2 separate regions of the Anser cygnoides genome follow, and region 1 is linked to region 2. A link is a contact called in public Hi-C data. All regions are on one chromosome and are shown on one strand. Each heading gives the region's core, a stretch centred on a gene start, on an enhancer-like site or on the middle of the called end of the contact. The rest is flanking DNA. Distances are from core to core; before and after follow the strand shown.

The links. Hi-C and Micro-C count contacts between places; a contact is called where the count stands out from the background.
Region 1: a contact with region 2 is called in a Hi-C map of liver, with 2.1 times the contacts expected there. The contact joins the promoter of LOC106037710 here to the enhancer-like site in region 2. A contact is called at or near these places in 3 of 7 Hi-C or Micro-C datasets (all in liver).

Annotation. Positions count from the first base shown.
Region 1 is chr13:7,009,836-7,012,535 of Taihu_goose_T2T_genome, reverse strand. LOC106037710 (H(+)/Cl(-) exchange transporter 5) reads left to right here and starts at 1,315. Exons shown (of 13, transcript XM_067005098.1): 1 at 1,315-1,396.
Region 2 is chr13:6,972,293-6,975,014 of Taihu_goose_T2T_genome, reverse strand. LOC106037710 (H(+)/Cl(-) exchange transporter 5) reads left to right here. Exons shown (of 13, transcript XM_067005098.1): 4 at 2-101; 5 at 1,590-1,774; 6 at 2,373-2,495. Among named protein-coding and RNA genes, the nearest start is that of BCORL1, 72 kb to the right of the region's middle. Within about 2 kb of position 1,269, at least 1 of the 3 cell types and tissues checked has open chromatin away from gene starts, as enhancers often do. A contact at or near this core is called in liver, where this site is marked.

The DNA.
Region 1 (2,700 bases), core at 66-2,565, 37 kb before region 2:
AGAGCATTGTCCAAACAATTCTTGAAGTCTGGCAGGCTTGGTGCTGTGACCCCTTCTGTGGGGAGCCTGTTCCGATGCCTAAAAGGAAGGAGGAAGCAGAGGTTTGCTGGATGTAGGACATGCTGTGTGACAGCACTCATGACAGCTGCAGAGCATTCCACCAGAGTGGACAGCACAGCATCTGACATCCCAGTCTGAGACACGAGTCACTGCCTCAAAAAGCAACAGTCCTAAAACCCAACTATATCAGCTCATTAAAATTGTCTTTTCTCCTCCAGGCTTGTTCCCTTTGGAGACAGGAGCAAGGGGGAGTGACAGGAGACGGAGCCTTCCCTGGAGCCCCCCAGGGGCATGGGAGCTGCCAGCTCTGTGCTGCTGCTGCTGCTCTGCTCCAGAGGTGTCTAACACCTGCCCATTGGCAGGGTGTTAGCAGAGAGGCTGTTCCCCAAACCAGTGCCTCTGGTGATTCTGATCCAGGCTGCTGTCACTGTAGCAGTACATTGCATGCCTTCAGTTTGTTTCTTCCAGGCATCTCAAAACACTTTCCCAGCGTTCACGAGTTTGTCATTCTCTTCCTCTTCCTCAGCTTTTGGGAAACTGAGGCAGAGAAAAGTCATCTGTGCCACGCTGGGTTATACCTGTTCTACATCCCTGCTGCCTTGGCTGTCTGGCTTTTTCCTGGGCGCAGACGTGCTGCTGGGTGCAGAGCACAGGCTGGATCCTGTTCCTGATGGGGCCACAATGGTGACCTGACACCAAAAGAAACACTGAGACTGAGAGCCACCAAGCTCAGGGAGCTGGTGCCAAGGCACAAGTGGTCTGAGGGCCCCCTGAGCACACAAACCGCTAACACCATGTAAATATTTAGTGCGTTGATAGCGGGACGTTTAACTCAGCAGGCAGCTAAGTGCCACAAAGACGTTCATTCACTTCCCCCTCCCTGAGTGGGGAAACAACTAAAACATCAGCGTGTTACCAGCATTATTTTGCTCCTAAAGCCAAACCATGGCACATACCACCTATAAATATATTGTAACACGGAGCCAGCATTTATAAGGATGCATTCTCTAGCTGTAGGAAGGTGCCAGCCTAGGTCTTCAAGTCAAGAAGCTCCTCCGTGCCCCTCAGGCTCCTTTAAACGTGCTTGTCCCTGCTCCCTCCCACTGGGAAGTGCAGGAGGGGGCAGAGCGGGCGCTTATTTCTGGGGAGTTCTGACAAGATTTACCAACAAGAGACACCCGCCCGCGAGGTGCCGGCCCGGGCCCAAGATGGCGCCGCGGAGCGGGCCGGAACGGGCGGGACCGGAACGGGCAGGGCGGGCCGGGGGGCGGTGGAGCGGAGCGGGGCCGGGGCCGGGGCCGGGGCCGGGGCCGGGGCGGGGCTCGGCGGAGCGGAGGTGAGGGGCGGGGGTCGCGGCGCTGCCTGCGGGATGGGGACGGGGCAGGGCGGCGGCGTGAGCGCCCCGGGGCTGCCCCAGCCCCGCGTCCCCCCGTGGGTGCAGGCAGGGGCTGCGCCTGCCGCGGGCCGGCTGCTGGCTGGGGGGCGGGATGGAGTTGGGCCCTGTGGTGGCAACGGGGAGGTGAAGCCAGGTTCTGCCTTAACTTTAAGTGTTTCAAAATCCTCTTTATTCTTTTAAACTGAAAGGGCCTTTCTCCTGGAGCCGAACACGGGAAAAATCTCAGGGAGGTCGTCGGACAACACCCGGGCTGGGTTGCGCAGCGCGGTAGCTGTCAGGGCAGCAGTAGCGCCCGGGGGTGCGGGGGGCTGTTATGGCTCCCCCATTTCCTACCGGGAGGCAGGACCCGTGTCCCCTGCTCCCCGCCGGGCACCGGGCGGCTGCTGGAGGCTGTCGCGTTGTGCCCGTCGTGAGACCGGGCACGGTGTGTCAGGTGCGATGCGCTGATGGCAGGGAAGGCCTTGGAGCTGCGGTGGGCTGGCTGCGGCGTGCAGGGAGTCGTGCCCTTGTTGTTTGTGGCTTTGGTGGATTGGTTTTTCAGAGGTGAAGTGAGGAAATTGATGGTAAGATGGTGAAGGGTCTGGAGGGCAAAATGTATGAGGAGTGGCTGAGGTCCCTGGGTTTGTTCATCCCAGAGCAGAGCAGGCCGAGGGGAGGCCTCATGGCGGCCTGCAGCTCCCTCACGAGGGGAGCGGAGGGGCAGGCGCTGAGCTCTGCTCTCTGGGGACAGCGACAGGACCCGAGGGAACGGCATGGAGCTGGGACAGGGGAGGGTCAGGCTGGGTGTTAGGGAAAGGTTCTGCACCCAGAGGTGGTTGGGCACTGGGACAGGCTCCACAGGGCAGTGGTCACAGCACCGAGCTGCTGGAGTTCAAGAAGTGTTTGGACAACGCTCTCAGACACAGGGTCTGATTTTGGGATGGCCCTTTGGGGACCCAGGAGTTGGACTTCATGATCCTTGTGGGTCCCTTCCAGCTCAGATATTCTGTGGTCCTGTGAAATGAGAACTATTGCACTAGTTTTGGTGGAGGGCTTTAACAAGAAAGGATTTATAATGCTTCCTAAAGATTAGACTGTGGCTTTGTTTATTGCCCTCTAGGACATTGGTGTACAGGAATATTCTTTGAGCTGGCTTTTTTTTTTCCTCCTGTGTCTTTCTTGTGATCATTTTGGCGGTTTTGCAGAAGAATTATGGGTTTTAACACACCAATCCTTGAAGGTTACTCTCAAAACTTTTAGCTGGC
Region 2 (2,722 bases), core at 20-2,519:
GATTACCAGCAGAAGTAAAGAGTCAACATGGGCCCTGATACACAGCGTGAGCGATGCTTTTTCTGGCTGGTTGTTGATGCTGTTCATTGGGTTGTTAGCAGGTAAGAGCAAACCTTAATATAAAACTGAGTCCTGGTTCTGTACCATCACTACTGATTCCTAGCACAAACCCTGTTATATCATTAAAGCAGGAGATTTTGTCCCAGAAACAAGGGCTGAGAAGCTACACTGATACTTATGGCTCTGCCACTGTTTTGCAATTTAAGGAGAGTTATTTTTAAATGCCCCGAGACCCTATCCGTATAAATACCAAGATACAAAACTCAGACTGAAGGCTGTCCTGGGGACTGTTCTTGATCTGATAGTGGTACAGAGCTCTGAAATAATAGTAGGTAGCAAAATGGAGGTGATCAAAATGGTGGTTCAGAGGGAAGTATCATGATGTGAATCATTTTTGCTGAATGCTCTTTGACGCTGGAGAGGCTGATGTCAAGGAGTGTTAAATTTTATTACCCCCCCCACACACACACACTATACTTAAAAAAAAAAAAAAAAAAAAGGCCCACTATACTTAAAAATAAAAGGTGAGCAGTATTTCTTGGAAAGTCAGGCTTCTTTAAGAGGTTGACTGGCTGAGGCCTTTTATATTATTTCAGAAGCAAACTTTGGACCCAAGTGCAAAAGTAGTAAATCAGTTGGATGCAAATCTTCTTGATAGAAGGCAGCTAAACATTCATCATGCGGGATGAAATTAAGTCTTCTGTTAAATATTTACATAGGAAAGCTGCTAGCAAGTTTTTCATTAACTGGAAGATTTGCTAAATGTTTAGTGCTGGCTCTGGAGCCTCTGATCATGCAGATCAGAGGTCTGTATTCCTGGCTTCTGTGTTGATGTGGCATTTTACCTGAGAACGGAGCCAATTACAGCATTTATTGGGGGGGGGGGCTATAGGAGTTTTCCTTAACAGAAAAACATAAAATTGCTTGAAGCTTTCTTTTTTAAATTGTGAATTACTTTCCTTACTGACTCTCTGGTTGTATTATTTGGCGTAGTTGTAACTTTCCCTTCTGTTTTTTTGTTAGTTGTTTGGTTTTTGTTTTTAATTGGGATTGGAAATGTTTCCTCCAAATTCAAAGTTATTCCTTGCACAGTCTTAGCATTGTTAGTGTAACTTGTGGATTTCAGCTCTTGTGCTGGAGACCAGTGACATGTTTTATGTTCTTTGGAAACATAAATCCCTCCTTGCCTCTGACTACTTGCCATGATATATTTAATGTGGTTGTTCAGTCTAATTGAGAAGAATTAATTTCTAGTGACTTAGGGTAGGTTTTAATGCAGTTTGCTGGGGTCAACCTTGGAAATGTTGTTAGCCACACTTAGTTTTGTGACCTACTCTTTTCAATGTATGCTTAAGCAAATCTTCCCTTTAGCCCTCTTAAGAATAAAAGTTAATTGTAGGCAAAAATATCAGTGCTGCTCCTATTTGCTTGTAGGTGAGTCAAAGTAGGGGCAGACTGTAACCTTCAGATATGTGAGCCTGCATAAGATGGTTATTAAGTTTTCACCTTTGTTTTTTTTTTTAAACCAGGTTCCTTAGCAGGTCTGATAGACATTTCTGCCCACTGGATGACAGATTTGAAAGAAGGAGTGTGTTTAGCAGGCTTCTGGTTTAACCATGAACACTGCTGCTGGAAATCCAACACTACCTTTACAGACAGAGACAAGTGTCCCGAATGGAAGAGCTGGTCACAGCTTATTATTGGCCATGGAGAGGTAATGTGTGCCTAGAACTACTTCTGCTGCTGAATGTCCCATTTCCCCAGCCTGTATTGTCTCTTTGTATGATCTGTATGTATATGCCAGAAGTGCTAACTGAAGATATTTCAGTGATGTAAATTCGAATGTTGGGGTCTTTTGAAGGGTGTAAATAAGTTACTTATGTATTTTCCTCAGTGGGGAAGCAAAACATCGACACATTTACAAGCGTACTGCTTTAGTTGTGTTTGAGAGTTACTGCTTGGAGAATGTTTTTGCCCATGAACACTTTAAAGTTCAAGTCCTGTGTTCTGGATAGAACCAAGTTCTGGCAGTTCTATCCAGTGGAGCAGCCAGCTTGACTGGGACAGTATTTGTATAACTTGTTTGCCATTTTATAAAGTGGTCTTTGGAAGTATGGGTGGCTCACATTCCTGTAACCCAGCAAATGTAACTTGTCCTTGGAACTACAGACTTATTATGATCCCTGTTATTTTTGGCTGATGATAACTGTATTTGAGATTACCTGCTATTTCTGTGCACTTGCTTCAGTGTACTGGTTTGACATAATCTCAGCTGAAGTGATACAAATCTGTTAACTTTCTCTGCATTACAGGGGGCTTTTGCATACATTCTCAACTACTTGATGTATGTTATCTGGGCTTTGTTATTCTCACTTCTTGCCGTGTTACTTGTGAAGGGCTTTGCTCCTTATGCCTGTGGCTCAGGAATTCCAGAGGTGAGCAAGAATGAAAGTGATGTTTTTTGTTGTTTTTTTTTTGGGGGGTGGTGGTGTTAGTTTGTTTTAAGGTGGGGTAGGGATCCACCATCCAAAGATTATGCTTGCCTGCTATGGAATAATACTTCCTTATATTCTAGAAATGTATGGTGGCTTAATATATGCTTTTTTGTTTTTGCTCCAAACTTTATTCCTAAAACATGTCTAGTACTTAAGTTTCCACAGAA